2 separate regions of the Mus musculus genome follow, and region 2 is linked to region 1. The links are chromatin contacts, called in public HiChIP or PLAC-seq maps. All regions are on one chromosome and are shown on one strand. The core of a region is the stretch at or near the end of the contact, and the rest is flanking DNA. Distances in the headings are between cores, read along the strand shown.

Region 1 (3,708 bases), core at 858-3,357:
ATTAAAGGTGTTTTTGACCTTTGAGCCCAAGCAGTCCGGGTTTTCAGCAATCCACTGGCCTAAGGTCTTCTGGGAAATACGGTTGTCAAGGATCTTGGCATCTCCCCGGGGGTGTGTCCCCATCCACAGCTGGAAGAACAGGAAAGTTGAGAAAAAAGGAAGCAACTGACAGCCCTGGATGTATGAAGCATGTATCCGTATCCGCTTATGAGGTGCTCTTGGGGATCAAACCCAGGGCCTCATCTACAGAAAGGAGGTGCTCTACTATCGTCTGTCCAGACACTCAAACGTCTCCGAAAGCATGAGTCTCAACAATAGATCTGTGAGGAGCTAGTACTCATTTATTTTAGTCTCAAAAGACATAACTTTCCTGTTTTGATTGTTCTCTTCCCATAAGAAGGAATACATTTGGGATTAATATTAAATAAAACATTGGGGAACTGGAGAAATGGCTCATTGGTTAAGAGATCTTACTGCTCTTCCAAAGCACTACCAGTCAGTTTCCAGCACCCACATCAAGAGGCTCACAATCTTCTACGACTCCAGCTCCACGAGATCCAATGTTTCTGACCTCCACAGGCACCTGCACTCACACTCACATAACCGCATGTCCACAAACACACCTATACACAATATAAAATAATTAAAAATAAATTTTAAAGAAAAAAAATTAATGAAAGTCAAACACTTGTTTATGGCTAGGGCTGCTGTTACATGTCTTTAGTCCTAGCACTCAGTACACAGAGGCCAAGAGATTGGACATTCGAGGTCTTTCTCAATTGTACAGCAAGTTTGAAGCCAGCCTGGGCACTCTGAGACAAGTTCTCAAAAAATCAAAACAAAGCCGGGTGTGGTGACGCACGCCTTTAATCCCAGCGCTTGGGAGGCAGAGGCAGGTGGATTTCTGAGTTCGAGGCCAGCCTGGTCTACAAGAGTGAGTTCCAGGACAGCCAGGGCTACACAGAGAAACCCTGTCTTGAAAAGAAAAAAAAAAAAAAAATCAAAACAAATGAAGATTCAGTAAGAGCTAGATCTACTAGGATACAAGAAATGACACATGTTTAAGCTATGTGTGGTGGTGCATACCTTTGATCCCAGCACTCAGGAAGCAGAGGCAGCCAGATCTCTTGAGTTAAAGGCCAGCCTAGTCTACAGAACAAGTTTCAAGACAGATAAACACATAAAGAAACTAACACTCTCTCTCTCTCTCTCTCTCCACCCCCCTCTGTGTGTGCGTGTGGCGGGCTGTCCCAGATATTTTATCCTCTCTTATATGAGGCAGGATCTTGGAGGAGAGATCAGACAGATTCTCCTCCTTCAACCTCCCTAGTTGTGTGATTGCAATGCTCTGATTACGCTTTCTTTGTGCATGTATTTGCACTGATCCCAGAACCAAGAGAATATCTACACGCTACAGAGATTCCTCCCAACTGATCCATATGGCTTGTGTCAGATCCTTTGGTCTCACGGTAAAGTGGACTGATGTGCAGTCAGGGTCTTACCTCTGCATATGGCTTGTCCTCTGAAATCTGGGCCAGTGGATCACTGCTAGCCAGCAGGCATGCCACTTCACTTTTGGAGCCCACCTTCCCCCAGGCATACTGCTGCACCACACAGGAAAGTGGGAACACTGGGGACACAGACAGAAGGTTAGCTGCCATTCCACTCTTCAGACCTGGCCCTAGTGCTGGGGAACCAGGAATGGGGGAGGGGACTCTAAGGCCATAGACGTAGAGTCTATGACTTGTGGAAGGTCACTCCTCTCTTCCACAATCGTCGATATTCCTATCTGTGAGATTGGCAGATACGGATCTTCTCTGCCACGGAAAAGAATTGAGTTGGGGTGATGGGGAAGGAAAAGGAACTAACGACTCATTTCTCTGCAAGCGGTCAGTCCCGAAGTGATTCGAGTGATACGACCCCCGGCTATACTACCCACCCCAGATCCTATCCTTGTGCTCAGCGACCACAGAAATGGTCACGATCCGCTAGGTCTTGCCAGTATAGGTCCCCAGGACGCGACCACCACCAAGATAGCTAACATGGGTAAACGGCTCACCTCGCGGACTCGCCATCCCAGTTGCCTGAAACCCGGCTTCAGGAACGTTAAGTTCTTCCCAGCAGCCTCCGCTTTTTCTGCGCGCGGAGCTTCACGGGAAATGTAGTTTGCAGAGCCCACCGCCTCTTCCCTGAGCAGTCAGGAGATTCTGTTGCCTAAAAGCATTATCCCTAACTCTTGATTTCAACAGTCCTGCTTCAGCCTTCTTTTACCCGTATGTAAATACTGAGAACTCGCTAAGTATCACAGATTGTTCCAAGCATACATCAGAGAACAAAATAGCACTACTTTTGTGCTTTTTCGGGGCCTTTAGTCTAGAGAAGGGAAGTAATTCAATAAATCTTATCAGTGTGTTAAAAGGCAATAAATAGCGAAGCATAGTGGCACACTCCTATAATTCCTGTAGTTAGGGAGCCAAAGCAGAAAGCTTGTCTTGAGTTTGAGACCAGCCCTGTTACAACGGTCATCTGGGTAAAAAGGAGAGATTTGAGGAAGAGTGAAGAGTGTTCCTGGCAGAAGAAAGAGCTAGCAAGAATCTCTAGTGCTGGAACTTGGGAATGTGCCTATACTGTACACGATTAAATAACAAAGAGGTCAACACTATCTGGGCAAAGGGACACACAAAGGCAGGGAGGCAGGCAGGCACGCACGCACGCACATATGCGTGCACGTACAGCGAAGGAAAGGGGGTCAAGCAAAACACGCGATGTATAGGGTCATGTGCTTTCATGAGGATTTTAGAGGTTCCCCTGAGTGCCAGTGGTTAGAAGGTTATTGGTGTGATGTAACTATGATGGTGGTCGCAGATGTTACTACCCTCTTCCACCCCCTATGAACTTCTGTTTCTTGCTCTGTAGAATGGGGATAGTAATGTATAGATCTACCAGATTTATTGTAGGACCTAAGAGGACTGTAAAGCAGTCAGTGCTGTGTCCCTCTGACCCTCCCATCCTAGGTGATTCCAGAACCCAGCACTCCTCCAGTCTGAGCTGCTCACAAGCTGTGCATAGGACAGAGAGGAGGCGTCCCCAGGAACCCTGCACAGGGAAGGCAGGGGATGGACTTTTGTTAGAGTAATCTTGTTACATCCTCTGTAGAAAGTCTCTGCCATCCGGACCTCCACAACAGCCTACAAGGAGAGAACCCAGCTGGAGACCCAGACTCTCAGCTGCCAAAGCTCCTGGGAACTGGAGAGAGAGGAGAGAGGGGAGATGGGAGGGGGAGGGGAAGGGGGGAGGGGAGAAGGGGAGGGAGAGGGGGAGGGGAGAGGGGGAGGGAGAGGGAGAGAGAGATAGAGAATATTAGACGCTGGAGAGAATATTAGAGGCTGGAGACAGAGAGACGGTTTGCAATAACACTGCTCTCCCAAAGAACCCAGGTTCCATTCCCAGCACCCACATGGCAGCTCATGACCAACTGTAGCTCCAGTTCCAGGGAGTCTGGTATCACCAGGCACACACATGGTGTACAGGCATACATACAGGCAAAACCAGGTACACATAAAATTACAAAAAAAAAAGCTGGACCCAGAAGTTCAAGAGGCACTTTCATTGAAGCCATTCACAGACACCAGAATTAGAATCACTTCCACAGAGTATCTTTTGCATAAGAAAAATATATACTTTAATTATTGAGACAGAATGTTCCCA
Region 2 (3,708 bases), core at 319-2,818, 300 kb after region 1:
AAAGTAATGCTATTTTGTTCCTAGACTTTTGCTAAAGGAAGCTACATATAATATGAGAGCTTTTTTTTAATTTTTAAAAATTATATTTTTAAATCTGTTAGGGCTGGTGAGATGGCTCAGTGGGTAAGAGCACCCGACTGCTCTTCCGAAGGTCTGGAGTTCAAATCCCAGCAACCACATGGTGGCTCACAACCATCTGTAACAAGATCTGACGCCCTCTTCTGGAGTATCTGAAGACAGCTACAGTGTACTTACATATAATAAATAAATAAATCTTTTTAAAAAATCTTAAAAAAAAAAATTATATTTTTTACATCTCAACTGCAGTTTCCTCTCCTCCCTCTCCTCCCAATCCCTCCCCCTCACTTCTCCTCTCCTCCTCCCCACCCCCATCCATTCTTCTTTTGTTTCTCTTCAGAAAAGGGCAGACCTCCCAGGGATATCAACCAAACATGCCCTATCAAGTTGCAGTAAGACTAGGCATCTCCCTTTGTATTAAGACTAGAAGTAGCAACCCAGTATGAGAAGCAGGGTCCCAAAATCTGGCAAAACAGTTAGAGACAGCCCCTGCTCCCAGTGTTAGGGGGTCCCATAAGAAGACCAAGCTACACAACTGGGACATAGGCCTAGGTCAGTCCTATGCAGGCTCCCTGGTTGTTGGTTCAGTCCCTGTGAGCCCCTGTGAGCCCAGGTTAGTCGATTTTGTGGGTTTTCTTGTGGTGTCTTTACCCCTCTGGCTCCTAAGGTCCTTTTACCTCCATCTTCTGCAGGATTCCCCAAGCTTCTCCTAATGTTTGGCTGTAAGTCTCTGCATCTGTTTCCATCCTTTGATGGACGAAGGCTCTAGGATGACAATTGGACTAGACACAAGTCATGTTTGTCTTTCTGGGTCTGGGCTGCCCCTGCCCAGGAGTGATTAGCTGTGTCTTGAGGTAGACCAATTTCCAATTTTCTGAGAAATCGCCATATTAATTTCCAAAGTGGCTACACAAGTTTGTACTCCTATCAGCAATGGAGGAGTGTTCCCCTTGCTCCACATCCTTGCTAGCATGAACTGTCACTTGTGTTGCTGATCTTGAGCTATTAAAATTCTATTAAAATGAAATTTATTTAGTACCACGGAAATTAAAAAGTTGTCTGCCCTCAGGCCTTTGCTCGATGTTCTATGGAAAGGAGACTTGTTGAATATAAGGTTTGTGCAAATCAACCACACAGACTTTTAACCCAATTCCAAGTAGAAATGGATAAGCTCATTTGGGATCCTGATTCAGAAATCCAAATTTTAAAAACCGAACTGGGATTTCAGTTTGTTTAGCTGAAGTCAAGTTTCAATTTAATTTTTTTTTAAGTAAATCATACTCACTCTGAAGTTTGATTCTTATGAACTTGTAACTATACTGAGATCTGATTTGAAAGAGAATAGTGTGGCTACAAAGCAACTGCCAAAACCCATTCTGATTAGTTCCCTTCACACATACCAGAAAAAGTTTAACACTACAACCATCTAACAACCAGCCATTTCCTAATATGGGCATTTCTGCCAGCCAGTTTCACTTCTGCAATCCAAGTGCTAGAAGGATGGTGTCTGTGCTTCTACAACTTCCTCCCTTCACCCACTGCAAAGTGAGGGAATCTCTGTGTGGAATGTCAACATTAATTATGGCATCATCAATAACTGACTCTCCTGGCCCAAAAATTGTAGGATCTGCTTTGATGTATTCTAGTCCTAATAGCTTAATTACAAAGTTCAAATAAATAGCCACAAAGTTTAAGGACTCGCTTTTTATTAAAAATAGACAGCAAGCCAGGCATAATGGTGCACGCTGGAAGGTGGAAGCAGGAGGTTCAGGACTTCAAGGTAAACCTCACTAAACAGATGTACAAGACCAGACAGGGTACATGAAACTCTGGAGAGAGAGAGAGAGAGAGAGAGAGAGAGAGAGAGAGAGAGAGAGAATAAAAAAGCCAACATAGACTTGACAAAATGGCTATGCAGGTAAAAATATCACCAATCCTAAAGACCTGAGTTCTGAGATTGACCCCTGGACAGAGAGAACCAACTCCTGCAAGTTGTCCTCTTACTTCCATACGTACAAGTGCACACAGGCGCGCGCGCGCGCGCGCGCACACACACACACACACACACACACACACACACACACACACACACACACATATTGTAAATGTTAGGAGCAGAAGAGATGGCTTGTTGGTTAAGAGCACTTGATATGGAATTATTAGAACCAGAGTTTGTGCTGTATCCTAGCAACCTATATCACAAACTAAGCATCCCACAAGCATCTATAACCAAAGTCAGTACACTTGTATTGACATGGGAAAGTATTAGGGATTCAATGTGAAAAGAAACCAGTGGGCCATTGCTGCCAAGTCTGAAGACATGATGATCCCTGGGGGCAGCATGATGGAAAGAAAATTGGCTCAAGCTGTCCTCTGAGCTCCACACTGTGTCAAAGCATGTACACACATACACAAGTAAAAATAATACGAATTTTTTTCTTTCTTTCTTTTTTTATTATATGTAAGTACACTGTAGCTGTCTTCAGACACACCAGAAGAGGGAGTCATATCTCGTTACAGATGGTTGTGAGCCACCATGTGGTTGCTAGGATTTGAACTCAGGACCTTCCGAAGAGCAGACAGTGCTCTTAACCACTGAGCCATCTCACCAGCCCACGAATTTTTAATAAAAGAAGGAAACTAGCTAGAAGTATGTGAAATAAATCATTTTGAAAGGAAAAAACATTTCACGCTGATTTAGTCTTTTGGAAAACAATTTTTTTATCTTAAAAATAAAGACAGTTATGATACATGTCCTATTTTTAAACTAAAGGTACATGTTGCTTTCTTTGGTAATTGAGAAAATTATATATTTAGGGGGAAAACCTGTACACACTCACGAAGCAAAAGTTACCATGTGCTGCTGAGCACTGGGTTGTTGCTTAGCTCGCCAGTGATCTTCAGGATCGCCTCAGGAAAGTTAACGCTTGAACCTTCATTGAGTTGCTTGAGTTCATTGAGTTGCTTGAAGTTTGGAGCAAAGGTCCCCGTTCTAGGCTGGAAGCTGAGGTTTGCATCCTGGGGTGTTTCACTGTGATTCATGTGAGCCCACTGCTCTATCGTCTTCCTATCAGTGTAAATATCTGCCTTGTAGTCACTCAAGTATCTTTCTCCAAGGTACACTTTGCAAGAGTGGATGCTGAACAATAATAGGGGCAGATCTTAGCTTTATACCTTGGCTACAAACTAAAAGAAAGTGTAAGTGAGTGGGCTGAGCTGGATAGTGCTGGCATGAAGCTGGCCAGGTCTTTGCATGTGCAGGGTTCCAGTGGAAAGAATGTGAACACAGGACAGTAGCAAGAGATTAGTAACAACCTAAATGTCTATCCACAGGAAACTGGTAAATAAGGTGTGGTACTTAAGCTACATACAAAGCAAAAACAGGGACTAAGGGTACAGCTCAATGGGTATATATATCCTTGGCATAAGTGTAGCTCTAGATTTGTTCTCCAATTCAAAAAGCAAGAAAATAAATAAATAAAACAAATGTAGCCCAATTGGTAGAATGTTTACCCGGGATGCACAAGGCCCTGGGTTGATTCCCTATAACACTTTACAAAAAATGCCAAGTGGGCCAAGTGTATTCCAGATATGTGCCACCATTCCTGGGACACACATATGATCTCAGTA

Evidence for each region. HiChIP or PLAC-seq counts read pairs in DNA pulled down with a chosen protein or histone mark.
Region 2: an H3K4me3 HiChIP or PLAC-seq map of bone marrow-derived macrophages shows a contact between it and region 1, with 2.4 times the contacts expected there. The contact joins the enhancer-like site here to the promoter of Mpi in region 1. A contact is called at or near these places in 8 of 39 promoter capture datasets (the C10 cell line, fetal liver, hematopoietic stem and progenitor cells and 4 more), 1 of 115 datasets of contacts at active chromatin or transcription factors (bone marrow-derived macrophages) and 1 of 9 other capture datasets (liver).

Annotation. Positions count from the first base shown.
Region 1 is chr9:57,550,645-57,554,352 of GRCm38.p6, forward strand. Mpi (mannose phosphate isomerase) reads right to left here and starts at 2,108. Exons shown (of 8, transcript NM_025837.2): 1 at 2,060-2,108; 2 at 1,503-1,630; 3 at 1-129. The coding sequence starts at 2,075.
Region 2 is chr9:57,852,918-57,856,625 of GRCm38.p6, forward strand. No RefSeq gene overlaps it. Among named protein-coding and RNA genes, the nearest start is that of Arid3b, 18 kb to the left of the region's middle. Within about 2 kb of position 1,569, at least 31 of the 459 cell types and tissues checked have an H3K27ac peak or open chromatin away from gene starts, as enhancers often do. A contact at or near this core is called in bone marrow-derived macrophages, where this site is marked.